Regions from separate parts of the Mus musculus genome. Here region 1 is linked to region 2. Evidence: chromatin contacts called from public Hi-C data. All regions are on one chromosome and are shown on one strand. The core of a region is the stretch at or near the end of the contact, and the rest is flanking DNA. Distances in the headings are between cores, read along the strand shown.

Evidence for each region. Hi-C and Micro-C count contacts between places; a contact is called where the count stands out from the background.
Region 1: a contact with region 2 is called in a Hi-C map of the G1E-ER4 cell line, with 6 times the contacts expected there. The contact joins two enhancer-like sites. A contact is called at or near these places in 3 of 15 datasets of contacts at CTCF or cohesin (embryonic stem cells and large pre-B cells), 6 of 484 Hi-C or Micro-C datasets (the G1E-ER4 cell line, the N1E-115 cell line, bone marrow-derived macrophages and 2 more) and 14 of 115 datasets of contacts at active chromatin or transcription factors (differentiating embryonic stem cells, embryonic basal ganglia, embryonic midbrain and 5 more).

What each region holds. Positions count from the first base shown.
Region 1 is chr1:157,074,957-157,077,820 of GRCm38.p6, forward strand. All of the region lies in intron 1 of Gm30568 (a long non-coding RNA gene), which reads right to left. Among named protein-coding and RNA genes, the nearest start is that of Gm30568, 5.2 kb to the right of the region's middle. Within about 2 kb of position 1,510, at least 55 of the 459 cell types and tissues checked have an H3K27ac peak or open chromatin away from gene starts, as enhancers often do. A contact at or near this core is called in the G1E-ER4 cell line, where this site is marked.
Region 2 is chr1:156,787,138-156,790,243 of GRCm38.p6, forward strand. No RefSeq gene overlaps it. Among named protein-coding and RNA genes, the nearest start is that of Gm39683, 44 kb to the left of the region's middle. Within about 2 kb of position 1,509, at least 17 of the 459 cell types and tissues checked have an H3K27ac peak or open chromatin away from gene starts, as enhancers often do. A contact at or near this core is called in the G1E-ER4 cell line, where this site is marked.

The DNA of each region.
Region 1 (2,864 bases), core at 260-2,759, 290 kb after region 2:
GCAGCTTGTGTCCAGGGAGATGAAATCAGAGGAGACTTAGCGCAAGGCTGCCCTGTATTTGCGGGGAAGGTGAAGAGACCGGTTTGCATTTCTCACTTCTCCCTCAAAGCGTGAAAACAACAGGCCAGGCTGGCCTGGTTGCTGCATTCTGTCTCCAGATTGTTAATGCCTTGCAAAGATTCCCTCCTGTACAGTGCATCCCGTCCCCAGGGTGGGGGAGGACAGCCACCCGGAGGGAGGTGCTGGTGACTCATTTCCCCAGAGATCACTCCTTGTGCTAGCAGGGCCATGATACCACATTGCTTTCATCATGCAAAAAATAAAACCCCCAGACTGGAAGTCTTGGCTCATCAGCCAACCTTCTATTCTATAAGGAAGAGCACGCTGCGAGAGAAAAGTACCCAGACAAGTGACTGTAAACTTTTACCCATAGATAAAGATATTGAGGCATTTTCTAATTAAAAAAAAAAAAAATCGCAGGCTGGAGGGATGGCTCAGTGGTTAAGAGCAGTGGCTACTTTCTCAGAGGTCCTGAGTTCAATTCCCAGCAACCACATGGTGGCTCACAGCCATCTATATTGGGATCCAAAGCCCTCATCTGGTTGTCTAAAGACAGTGACAGTGTACTCACATACATTAAATAAATCAATCTTTATTAGTCAAGGCCTGAGGCTGTAGCTGACTGTAGCTTATCCAGCATGTAGAAGACCCTAGCTTCCATCACCGCTACCCAACGGGGTTGGGGTGGAGGAATCTATTCTGATTCCTCAAAAGGTATGCTGAATAAAGAAATAGTGATTGACAGCCCTGAGGTCTGGGATTTCTGAGGCTCAGAGAACTGGAGGAGACACCTCTGGCTCAGAGCAAAACTGCGCTTAAGAAAAAGAATTGAAGTCCCAGGACACAGGTTCTGAGAATGGGAGGGAGCGGGGATTTCCTTACAGCAGGATTTGTCTGGTGTTGGAGGTCTCAACACTAATAAGGATACTGTTTTCTGACGGGCTCACTCACTTGACCAGAGAGGCCAAGCAGGGGAGGAGGGGGAAGAGGGCGAGGAGGAGGAGGAGGAAGGGGAGGAGGGGGAGGAGGGGGAGGAGGGGAAACTGCCAGGGCTCAGGAAGGGGACAAAAAGGCTATAAATGGATCCAGAAGCGTCAGAACCCAGAGATGGTGCTCTGGAAGTAAGCGGTATACAGCCAAGAGATCAAAGCAAAAGTTGACCCTAAGGTCTAGCTTTGACTACAGATCCACTGTGTCATCTCACCCCATCACCCTCCTGAACCCACTTCTGGTCCATCTGAGGCCTGGGAAAACTAATGGTCTCCGTGACTGTTCTGTGAGACTCAAATCCAAGGGGGGGGGGGGGGGCGGAGACAGCTCTTCACTTGCCTACGACCCCAAACGCCTGTCTAGTGCTCGATTTAACTCACTGGCCCAGCCTAGCTAAAATCAATTCTGTAATCCCAGGACAGAGCGCAGGGGCCTGCGCCACCTCGTGGGCGATATCGGAACTGCATGCATGCCTTGATCCTGGCATTCTCCCAGGGCATACTTCAGGACACAACACATTAGAATAGTGGCCCAGAGCCGGGCGTGGTGGCGCACGCCTTTAATCCCAGCACTCAGGAGGCAGAGGCAGGTGGATTTCTGAGTTCGAGGCCAGCCTGGTCTACAGAGTGAGTTCCAGGATCAGCCAGGACTATACAGAGAAATCCTGTCTAGAAAAACCAAAAAAAAAGTGGCCCAGAACACACAGCACTATCATTCCTCTGGTTCTTATGCTAGGAATAAACCAATGTTATTCCTGAAACGCCTTCCCCTTGCCTCCAGGGAAAAGAAACGGCAGTGGCGGTAATGCCAATAGTACAGCTAGTGACACTTATGTCAATGGACTTCAAATTCTCACTACTTCCCATGTCCTAGGCCAGTTCACTGGCAGCCCAGGGTAGAGTTGGACGTCTTCAGGACTATTACTATTACTACATGGAAGCTTGCGGCTCTGGGTTAAACATTACACACAGGCAGCGATTAGTCTCCAAGCCGTCCTTGCCCTTTACTCTAGTCCTGGATGCCCATTGAGTGGAAGCGACTCATCCACACCTGCCTCCTGCAAGGGTGGCCATGCCAAGGGCTCCTGGCTTTTCTTTTTCAGCCTTCAAGAAGAGAAGGGTTATTCTACGTTGCTAACTTTGCCTACCTACGGGAACAGTGAAAAGAAGGGAATCCTCTCCTAGGCGGAGGATGCTGCCAGCTGGCACCGGAACTCAGGCAGCCACAAGTGCATCTCTGCAACACCCCAGTGTGCTGCAGCGCCACCTGGCGGCCAGAGTGGCACTCAGCGAGGAGAGCCGGCCTAGATCGCCACTCCACCTGGTATCCAGTTCTGCAGTGGGTGGGAGCCTCGGGAAGACTCATTCTGCTGTTTCAGAGGTTTGGGCCCTCAGAGGTGGGGCTGCGTCCTGAGGCCGTGGTAAAGCAGCATGGCATCTCATGGCAAAAGCTGGGGACCTTGGGTCTCCTTAAGAGTACACCCCAGTGATCCAAGCTCTTCCCCCAACCTCTGACCTCTCACGTGCTCATGCATACACGTGCAAACAAATGAACACATACAACGCGTGCGCGTGCGCGCGCGCGCACACATACACACACACACACACACACACACACGCGCGCGCGCGCGCGCGCGAAAGTCGTAGAGTCAGGTGAGGTTCGAATCGGAAGAATGGAAATTGCTGGTGAATTTGGGTGTGTAAATAAGGGAAGAAGAATCAAAGGACGGGTGGGATAGATTGTCCTGAGTGTTTTGAGTAGAACAAGCTGACACCCACTGTTAGCCGAATAAAATTCAAAACCCTTTGCACAGT
Region 2 (3,106 bases), core at 259-2,758:
GGAGAAGAGAGGAGAAGAGAGGAGAAGAGAGGAGAAGAGAAGAGAAGAGAAGAGAAGAGAAGAGGCCAGCCATGGCTGCGGGAAGAGAGGGGGAAGGGAAGGGGAATAAAAGAGCCCAAGAGGTCAAGAGAGAAGCAAGAGGGAAGCAAGAGTCAGAGGCAAGAGATGAAGAGAGGGAGGAGGGGGCAAGCAGCCCCTTTTAGAGTAGGTCAGGTCACCCTGGCTGTTGCCAGGTAACTGTAGGGAGGAGCATACCTAGCTGTTGCCAGGTAACTGTGGGGAGGAGTTTAGACAGAATGCTAACATTCACGCCCTGGCACATCAGTATAAACTCTTCCAAGCTTCAACTACCCCCTTCTACTTCCTGCAGACAGTTCTCCTGTGGTTCTAAGCCCTGACCACCAGCTTCAAATCTCCCCTCTTCCTTTCAGCTTCCCTGGACTCTTGAGGCCACAGCACTGGACCTGAATGCTTGGAACGTCTTTGTCTAGCATGGGCGGCAGCACACTCAGGCAGTCTGGGAATGTTTGTGCTGTGCACGCTGGGCTTTGTGTTGGCAGTGAACTTGTCAAATGCCAGGGAGCAGATGCAGCATGGTTGGAGGCCCACAGAGAGGCAGTACCCCAGCAGAGACAGAAAAACAGACGTACTCAGACATGTTGACAGCACACACATAGTCTTTCAGTGAGAAAGCATCCTTAACAAGTACCCAGCACAGGAAGCATCTGGGTTGTCTCTTGTGTTATGTAATTTATCATAAGAACTTCTGAGCTACTAGCTCTGGGCACTAAAACTCAAGTGATGACTCTGGCTTGCTCTGCCTGCCCAGGCCTTGTGGCACCGGGCATGGGTTGCACACAAGTAACAACTGAGAAAGGCGCTGATCTCTGAATCTGAGAAACTAGGGTTCGAATCCTAGCTCTGCCTGTCTGCTGGGTGGCTATTGGTGAATTCCTAAACCTCTCTGAGCCTTAGAGTAACAATTCATTTTGTTTTTTAAAGACTTATTTATTATATGTAAGTACACTGTAGCTGTCTTCAGACACTCCAGAAGAGGGCATCAGATCCCATTACAGATGGTTGTGAGCCACCATGTGGTTGCTTGGAATTGAACTCAGGACCTCTAGAAGAACAGTCAGCACTCTTGACCGTTAAGCCATCTCTCCAGCCCCGAGTAACAATTCTTGAATTACAAGAGGAAAGAATACCTTCAGAACGCCATTGGAAGGAATAATGGAAATACCGTGCCTAAGATGAATAAGATTAGATCCAGGGCCAGCCTCAGTGACTATACTGAGTTAAACTGGTCACCTTCACCACGGTGAGTTTGAGCAGAGGATGGATCTGAGCTGTGGAGCTGGGAAGGCAGTCCCGAGGACAGCCCAGGTCCTGCTGTTTGTGCAACCCACCAGTCTGCTGTAAAACCTGGCTTTCAGCTTTCAGGACAGTCTCAGGTTGCTCACCTGATAACCATGAGATCCACACGGGACCCTGAGTTGTCTCAACAAGGAGTTTGATTTGAGTTAATCAAGAAAAGCCCAGCTGTGTCTTGGTGGCTGCATCTCCCGACAGCCAGGACACTCTTAGTGGTTAAACAGCCTTGAGGCTGTAGATCACTTGTCCCTGCTCTGGGTATTTTGCCGTATATGTACACTAAGGCTATGTGGCCCTTTCTAGGGGATCATGGGAAGGGATTCTCTACAAGTGAATCTAGTCTACCATGACTTAAAAGGGGAGAAAGTCACTTTACCCCATGAATATGATATCCAGCTCATTAAAATTTATCAAAGTTCCTTTAAAACCCACAACAAAGAACACAGTGTCCCACCCTGTGTCATAGCCCACTCCAACTTCTGTTCGGAGAGCTTGCTTTGTTCTGCTAAATAAACATCTATTTAAACTGTGTGGCTCTCTACTGAATTCTTTCTACCTTATCCTATCTTTCAAACTCTCTTGTTCTTTCCCTATTTTTTCACTATGCCAATCTCAGGCACTGGGCACTTACTAGGAGCTCAGCCACGCCCACTCCCTGGCTTGCTGCTTCTTGGCCCCAAGACTGTTAAGGCTCTAACTTCAAATTCCCCAGATCTGCTATAGGGCCAGAATTCAGCACATTGTGTGTGTGTGTATGTGTGCACATGCACGTGCATATGTGTGTGTGTGTGTGTGTGTGTATGTGCTCGTTCACATGAATGTATGTGCATCCTCCTGTGTGAGTGTAGGGGTCAGAGATCAGGTTCACGTGTCTTCATACGCTTGTTTCTGTCTGCTCCCAGCGCTGGAGTTTCAGACTCACATTATCAATCAACTGCGTTTTTTTTCTCTCGAGTGGGTGTTGGTGATTCAAACTCAGGCCCTCACACTTGTGCATCAAGCACTTTACCCACAGAGCCATCGTCCCAGCCTCCACATCTTAGTTTTTATTAGACATTCTAAGTGTATGCTTCCTAAGAATAAAAGATGCAGGCTTCTTTTTAGAATAGCAGTTCTCAACTTGTGGGTTGAGACCCCTTCGGGGGTTGAATAACCCTTTCACAAGGGTGACATATCAGATACCCCACACACCAGATATCCAGCCTATCAGACATTTATATTACAGTTAATAACAGGAGCAAAATTACAGTTATGAAGTAGCAGTGAAATAATTTTATGGTTGAGAGTCACTACCACATGGGGAACTGTATTAAAGGGTTACGTCATTAGGAAGGTGGAGAACTACTGATATAGATGGATGTTCTAACCAGCAAATGGATAATTAAGATGTTGCAAAGAAGTCCTTGGCAGTGGGGTGAGGGGCTGCTTTATGTCAGTCCTACAGGGATGCTCAGGGGTCACAGTTTTTAACAGCGATTACATAGCTCATTGTCTAGCTGGAAGGACGAGTACAAAGGAGAGCTCCATTTCTTAGCAGGCCTGGCTTTGTTTGGTAACTATTTACTGGATACCCTGGTAGCACGCTGCCCTAGTGTGCTGTGGGAGAGGGACCACTCAGCCTGGAACAGAGAATGTAAATACTTGGTGGGAAAAGCATAATTATTTTAAGGCACTTCAAAACAAAAGCGAAGAGGGAAACAGTCTGGTTTTAACCGTTTGGGAGAATCCAGCT